3 separate regions of the Gossypium hirsutum genome follow, and all the other regions are linked to region 1. A link is a contact called in public Hi-C data. All regions are on one chromosome and are shown on one strand. The core of a region is the stretch at or near the end of the contact, and the rest is flanking DNA. Distances in the headings are between cores, read along the strand shown.

Region 1 (2,610 bases), core at 72-2,571:
TGTCAAATATATAAAGAACCAAAAAAAAGGGCTAGCAGTTACCTGTGTTCTTCTTCAGTCCATGGCACTCCTTTCTTCCTTTCTTGATCAGAAGAACGAGACCCAGTCCCTCTTTTACCAGGAGTGTAATAGTGTCTAAATCCATCAAAGCCTTGACTATCATTACCCCACTCCAATGTAAAAGATTCACTGCTATATCCAGGGATTGGAATCAGGCCAGCCTCTATATCACTCACATCTTCTTCCAATTCTCTGTATTGCTTGATGACATCCCCAACTGTTTTTCCAGGAATCATAGATGCCACCTTAATCCATCGATCAGGGGTATCTTTATCATATAAAGCCAAAGCATTTTCAAAGCACTTGTTCTCTTCAGGCGTCCATTTAGTACCTTTACTCTCTTGAAAAAACCAATTGGAAGTATGTAAATAAGAGGCTGGAGAGAGAATTTCAAGTCCCCTATTCATTTGTTACTGGTTATGTAAACTGCCAAAGATGATTTGCCCGTACGCAAAAAAAGAAAGAAGAAAACTATGCTTTTCTCCCTCTTTGAATGAAATTGTTCAAAGAGAGAGAAAAACCAAATTAGAAAAATGCAGAGAAGTAAGGCTGTTTTAAATTAGCAACGAAATATCAAATCATAAAAACATTAAAATGGATTCGGTACCCTTTTTCACACAAGATTAAGTTGAGGAATCTCAAAAAATTGAACTTTCCAAAACCCAAGGAAAATTCGAGAGCTGGTAGAAAAAAAAAAAGAAAAAAGCAGATCTTTGCAAATATAAATGAAAAACCCCGACATACATAGTAGATCCAAAATTACATACTACAATTACAACTAGAAAATTGATATAGAGATTAAAATTTAAAAACCCAGATCATAGATTTAAACACAAACTGGAAAAAAAAAAGAACGCAGTAAATCGATGAAGAAAGCAAAAACAATAAAACAAAACAAAGAAGGTTCTAGAGAATTGGAGAGCTAAAAGTGGGGGGAAATCTTTAGCAGTTTATATTTTGTTAGGAAGATAAAGCAAAAGCAAGGAGAAGAAAGAGAGAGTGCATGATAGAAATGAATTATAAGCACACTCTTTTGAGTTATATTTTGTACTGCTTACAAAACTATGAAACAGAGAATGATGAGACTGAAAGTGAAGGCAGAGAGAAAGAGAGGGGTCAAAGCTGCTAACTTGTGATTGGTGTTGAAGAATTGTGGGCGCTACTGTGGCCAAAGCAACGCTCTTTTTCTCTAAAATATTATGAGGGAAGGGTGATGGCCAATCAGAAGAGAGACATCGACGGACATTTGGCTTGTTGGTGAATGAAATTGGATGTTTGGTTTTCTGGTCTTTTTATTTGGAGATGACCAATTTTGGCACGTGAGATGTTTGTCCTTCGTGTCATCCAAAGTTTTAATGGGAGGTGAAATGTGCTTTTTCATTACAAAATTAGTAGAGAAATTTGATTTTGAAGTTAAAAGTATTAAATATATTTTTTGAGAAATTATTAATTAATAGTGGAATTTTTAGATTTCGGTGAGATATTGATAAGTATTCTATAAGAGTATAATAAAATATTAAAACAAAGATATATGTCAATATTTTAAGACTATTTGTGGAATAAAATAAAATACTTGCTTTTTTTTTTACTAAACATAAAAGTTGAGATTTAGTTACTTTTAATTTTTGTATTTGGAAGTAAAATTATCAAATAACTTTATTCATATTAACTAGTTAAAATATATATAAGAATTAGATTAATGTATATTTAGTTAAAAGGATTTTTTATTCTCCCAATTTTGAAATTGAGCAAATTGATCGCTCTAAAAAATATTAAAGCAATTTAATCCTCGTCAGTTTCGAAAGTGAGCAATGTAATAACAATTAATAACGACGTTAATGTGTTGATTGAATTTTAGCTCAATTAACATAGACATTGATGTTAGTGTAGGAAGATGTGGGTTTGAGTGTGCTGAAGCGTATTATCCTCCTATTTAAGGGTTGGGGAGGGGCTATGAGTTGTTCTAGACATTATATTAAAAAAAGCAGATATCATCAAAATCTATAATGAGATTGTTCAAAAAAAATGACATTTATGTCATCTATCAATAGTAATACTTTGATTGATATAGCAACAAAATTAGCCTTCGATGTTTACATATTTTGTCATTTTAGTCTTAATTCTAAAAAATTCAACAAATTTAGCCTTAATTTACACAAATGTAATGAGATAAATTTGTTAAAATTAACATTAAATTGACAAAATATGTAAACTTTAAGGGCTAAATTTCTTATTGCCAAATCCAAATCAATTTTTTTATGTTTTTTTTTATGTTTGGTACGATAAAACAAGTGCATTAATGTAAAAATAATGTACAAGTCAACTTTTAAAAAACAAGTTTTATAGTAAAATGTCTTATCATTTTGTTTTCTGTAAAACATTGTACATCATAACCTTCTCTACTTTCTCACCTACTCTAGAGAATATATCTTGCCCTTCTCTCTTTCTGTAACACCCTTAACTCGTTTCTGTCGTCGGATTAGGGTTATAGAGTATTACTAAACAATCAGAAACATTTGAACCTTATATAATTCAATTGTAATCACATAA
Region 2 (2,610 bases), core at 45-2,544, 490 kb after region 1:
CAATTTATCAGTCATAATGTAGCCTGAAATCCTAAAAGTAAGAAACTTGGAGAAATTAGTATGCAAACATCACCACCACGAGTTCCTGTAGCAACTTAGGAAAGGAGCATTTTAGATAGTGAGCAATTAAATAACCTGAAAAAAAGTACTTCGCCATTGTAGGTAGCCAGAGCAATTTCTGTGACACCATCATTATCAATATCAAACAGGAGAGGACTAGAATGCACGGTTGACTGGTGAAAAGCAGGCCAACCTGCCATATTATCGAAAACTCAAAGACATCAACTTTAATAAAATTACTACAGATTGCAGAACTAAATAAACAAGTTTATCTTAAAAATTTGATTCGAACATGGGCAGAAGAAAACAAAGGATTAGTACCCGGCATTTTGTCGCCATCAGAACCTTCTAGAACTTCTAGGTAGTGAACAAATGCGGGAACTACTATATCAAGCTTCCCGTCACTAAGAATTACACAATCGAGTCAACTAAATCATGACAAAAGATTAATTTACTATAAAATCAGTAGATTTCGGAAAATGAAATGAAAAGAAGTAAAATTTTAATACATCAAAAGATCACCACGCAATAAAAGGAAAAGGTAAAATTTAAAGGAAGACTAAAACTTCACCTATTGATATCTGTGATCAACGGAGTAGCAAAAATGCTAGAGCTGACCTCTGTTTGCCATCTAAGTTCTAAATTTCTGGGGCATTGTGTGTTCAACAAGGCATCTTCATCCCTACACATTCAAACATGATAAATTTTCTTATAACAACAGCTCCTCTCCTCTGATTGAATCCAATTGCCAAATCCGAAAAAAAAAAGAATATTAAGATCGACGAAGGTAGAAACGAACATACATTTCGGGATAACCAAGTTCGTCGTCCGTGGCCCTTCGTTCACGGAATTTATTTTTGGAGTCCTGGCCATAAGTGAAACTCCAGCGAGTAATCAAAAGGAAAAGAAACCAAACGACCCTAATGTCGAAGGATATCATACTGTCTGATGGTTTTCACTCCAGAAATTTTGGAGAGAAAAGAATAAAAAAATGCGTAACTATTTAAGGAATATTATTTTGCAGATGAAAGAAAATTTGGAAATGGGAAAAGAAGATGATAGAAAATATTATAAACCCTGATGTAGGTATTGAATGGGGTGAATTCAGCTGGTTAGTTTTTATTTGTTGTTTAATCGATGATTCAATGAATTAAAAACAACTGATTTGATTCAATTCCCCTAAAAAAATTTATTTTGGATATAAAAAGAATTTTTAAGATCAATCGCATTTCAATTAAAAAATAAATTAAGGTGGTTGATTGTGGCAGTTGTTATTTCATTTGTTTGGCACTGTATCAGTAAGAGTGAAAATAGCATATGTTAACAGAATCGCCATTTACACTTATTGAGTTGATTTTGTCCAAAGTACGTGTTATTCAAAACGTAAATTCCAACCTAACCAAACGAATAGCCAAAGTTTAGTTACCTTCGAACGGCTCATCAACTTCTTTTCAATTACTACTGTTGACACCATTTTTTGATGAAAAACGGGTCGACTTGGGTTTTGGAAAATGAAAACAAAAATGGGAGTCGCCACCAATCCTTTTATAAGGTGTGATTGGATCACCTCGAAAAGCGGTCATTTTTAATAAACGGTTTGATTTTATTAAAACAACAAGTTTGGTCCGCGAAATTCAGAAAACGGGTTCGGGAGTCGGTTACGCACGAGGAAGGATTAGCACCCTCGATACGCCCAAAATTGGTACCTTAGTTGATTACTTAATGTCTTAATGTCGAAAATTGAAAACTTAGAAGAATTAAAAATACGATCCTTGTATTAAAACGTTGAAAATTTTTAGGAAAATGGCATATTTCACGTTATTCGAGAAAAAGAATCATATCCAGTAAGTTAGGACACAATGTCTCGAATTTTCGATACGCTAATGAATGCCAAAATTTTATTTATTTAAAAGATATTTTATTATCTCGGGTTTAGGAAAGGGATCATGCCCCGTAAGTTAGGGCACGATCTTTTCTTAATTCTCGAGATCGTTTAAAATTTGAGTTTGAAAGGATTCGTGTATTTAGATATTGTGAAAATCGAAACCCAGTAAGTTAGGGTACGACCTTCTCGAATCTTAACACGAGATACTACTTTTATTAATTTTTAGAAAAAAAATCCTCATCTCGGGAAAGCAACGTGTCATATCTAATACGTTAGGACACAACATATTGAATTCCCAATAATGAGCCTTTTATTATTTTAAAAAAGAGTAATATCGATTATTTAGGTTCAACGAAGAAAATCGGAACCCAATACGTTAGGGCTCGATTCTCTCAAAGATCCCAAATATCGAGTATTACTTTTACTTTTAAAATTTTCCTTTTGTGAAAATAAATATAATGGATAAATAAATAAGCAAACAAATAAATGAATAAATGAATCAAGCAAATAAAATTGTAAAAATGCAAGAAATGTATGGATGTATACGTGTATGTATATATATATTATAAGACATAATAAACAATGTAAATAAGCATGCATGCATATATTTATGAAAACTAAAAGGTATGTACATGGGTATGTATACAAATTACATACTATAAACA
Region 3 (2,610 bases), core at 36-2,535, 330 kb after region 1:
CATCGCAGGAAGCTCTTGGTTCATCAAAAGAATATCTGGGATCATCACATGACATTCTTGCTGCATCAAAAGACATCCTTGGTGCATCAAATGACATCCTCCCAGCATCAAGGGAAAACCTTGGGTCTGTATCACAAGACCTTCTCCCGAACCCATAATCCGCAATTTCTGACTGGGTTTCTCTGTATTGTCTCCCTATGGGCTTCTCCACTGGCAATCTCGCTGACCCACATCCATTTCCCCTCTTTTTAAGTTTTTGTTTTTGCCTCCATTTTTGTAATTTCTTGCTGAAGACTGAAGCAGCTGACCAGAAACTCCCAGCAATCTCTTTGAGATCTCGTCCAGAAGCGTTCTTTGTTTGCGAATCAAGATCTATATGATCCTTCATGGGCTTCAGCTGCTCTTCTTGGCACAGTTCCTTTTCGTATTCTTCCACAATTTCTTCAACTTTCTCTTCTATCAAATTCGTAGCAGAAGCAGCCACATTGGGCGGTTGTTCTTCTACGATCACTATGTCGTCATTGTGATCGGTTTCACTCTCAGTTTGGTCTTCTTCTTTGCTTTCAAAAACAGGACCTTGACCAACAGTCGAAGAAGCCAAATTTCGAGCTTCAGCTTCAGCAACTTCAGAAGACCTCCCGTTTGCAGTTGCTTCTTGATGAAAGAGTGACCAAAGGGTGTTTCGAGCCCTAACGTCACAAGATTTCCTCTGGGGCTCAAAAACACCAGAGAAACCCTCGTTTTTCGAGGCCGAAAAGGACTTTGTTCGCCGGAGCTCGGGAAAAAACCCGGACTGTGTACCACCTCCTCCGGAAGGCTTGAAAATGGCTTTAAGTGCAGCGGTGGCGGTTGAAGTACTGGCGGCGATGGGAGGTTTCCGAGAAGAAGAAGAAGCAGAAGAAGACGAAGGCTCGAGAACAGCGAGACGTTCGTAGAGGCATGAGGGGCAAAAGCCAGTAAAATGCTCTTGAGGATGGCGGTCACAGGAGGTAGAAGGACGGTGAGGCTGAGGCGGTTGTGGCGGCGGTGCTAACCCAGGAACTGGTGGCTCCACGTTGGGATTCATAACCGGTAGTGGCATGAGAGGAGCGCTCTGCTCATATTAGTAGCTTCAGTCAGAGAAAATTAATAAATTATAAAATTATAAAATAAAAAAATAAAATGTAAGAGAAATTAGTTTTTGTTTAATTTGGTTTTCCCCTTTCCCTCTGGGATTGGGCCTTTCAATACTGTTTAGCTCCAAAAGACAGTGACAAGAAAGAAAGAGAAAACAGAATGATGGTAGTAACTGGAAAAAAAAATTAGAAAATAAAGATAAATAGTAAAAAGAAGAAGACATAAATAAATAAATAAATAATAGAAAATCTCGGCGAGTGACCCATGACACGTATACTTTAGTTAGGGTTTTCCACTTAAATATTGTAAAATATTTAATTAAAAGGGATAAAACAATTTTTAGTCCCTAAATTTAACTATTCTTACAACTTGGTCCTTAAACTATTTTTGGTCCACATTAGTCCCAGAACTTGGTAACTTTTTTTCAATTTGATCCCAAGGTGTGATGACATGACACTCTTAGATTGTACTATATCATCACTTGAAAATTTTAAATATATATAATTAAAAAATAAAAAAATCCAAGTAGCGACGTGGAATAATCTCAAAGTGTCACGTTGACATACCTTACTTGAATCCAACTTTAGGGACCAAATTGGGAAATTTGCCAAGTTAAAAACTAATGTGGACCAAAATAAATTTATGGATTAAGGTGAGAAAAGTTGCTAAGTTTAATGACTAAATGTTGCCTTATCCCTAATTAAATCTTAAAATAGGTTTCTTCAAAAGTTAATTCTCAAAATGTGTTTTTAGGGTTTGAGTTTTGTAATATGTAATGTGCCATCAAACTTTTTGCATCCCATTAGAATCAAGACAATCATTATGAAATGATTAAAAAAGTACCTATAGATATGAAGTTCACCATAAATTATTTAAGTTTTAAACTATAATAATATAATGTAATTTTGTAAGGATATGGATAACACTTAAATAGAACTTGACATCCGTAGGTGTCAAGGTCTTCATGGCTTTTTTAAATATGTAAATAGTAATCTATATCCGATTATTTGAAAAGAGAAACGAAACTTTGAATACACCTCACCACCTCTTTAAAAAACTTCTAAATGAACCTAACCTTAAAATCTATAAATATTCCATCCAACTCATTAGTTTTTTTAGAAAACCCAAAATATTCGTTTTATACATTTTATACTATGATACATACTTAAGATTTTCTAAATAGATGTTTTCAATCATAAAATGATATGTCACTCAAAATTTTACAATAATGGAGGATTCTCTAATGGTTTATTGTCATAGTAATATGGGAGTAAATCCACTTGATAGTAGAATCATTCATCACCTAATAGCCATTGATTTCAATAATGATAGCCTTGGAAAGTTATGTCCATTTCGACATTCATCTCTCTCTGATTGACTAATGGAGACCCGAGACTCATACATTTTATCTCTTATACAAAAAGTAACAATAACGTTAGAAGATGTGACATTACTAACCATAAGTCTGATTTCTTTAGACTTTGAGTTAAGGTC

The links. Hi-C and Micro-C count contacts between places; a contact is called where the count stands out from the background.
Region 2: a contact with region 1 is called in a Hi-C map of leaf, with 2.6 times the contacts expected there. The contact joins the promoter of LOC107948870 here to the promoter of LOC107930146 in region 1. A contact is called at or near these places in 7 of 34 Hi-C or Micro-C datasets (hypocotyl, leaf and petal).
Region 3: a contact with region 1 is called in a Hi-C map of leaf, with 6 times the contacts expected there. The contact joins the promoter of LOC107930147 here to the promoter of LOC107930146 in region 1. A contact is called at or near these places in 17 of 34 Hi-C or Micro-C datasets (anther, callus, fibers and 4 more).

Annotation. Positions count from the first base shown.
Region 1 is chrA04:76,102,715-76,105,324 of Gossypium_hirsutum_v2.1, reverse strand. It overlaps LOC107930146 (transcription factor DIVARICATA), which reads right to left and starts at 1,321. Exons shown (of 2, transcript XM_016861719.2): 1 at 43-1,321. The coding sequence starts at 467.
Region 2 is chrA04:75,608,812-75,611,421 of Gossypium_hirsutum_v2.1, reverse strand. LOC107948870 (protein DEFECTIVE IN EXINE FORMATION 1) reads right to left here and starts at 1,294. Exons shown (of 13, transcript XM_016883525.2): 1 at 864-1,294; 2 at 632-742; 3 at 382-464; 4 at 136-253; 5 at 1-31. The coding sequence starts at 1,000.
Region 3 is chrA04:75,768,322-75,770,931 of Gossypium_hirsutum_v2.1, reverse strand. It overlaps LOC107930147 (protein OCTOPUS), which reads right to left and starts at 1,285. Exons shown (of 1, transcript XM_016861720.2): 1 at 1-1,285. The coding sequence starts at 1,081.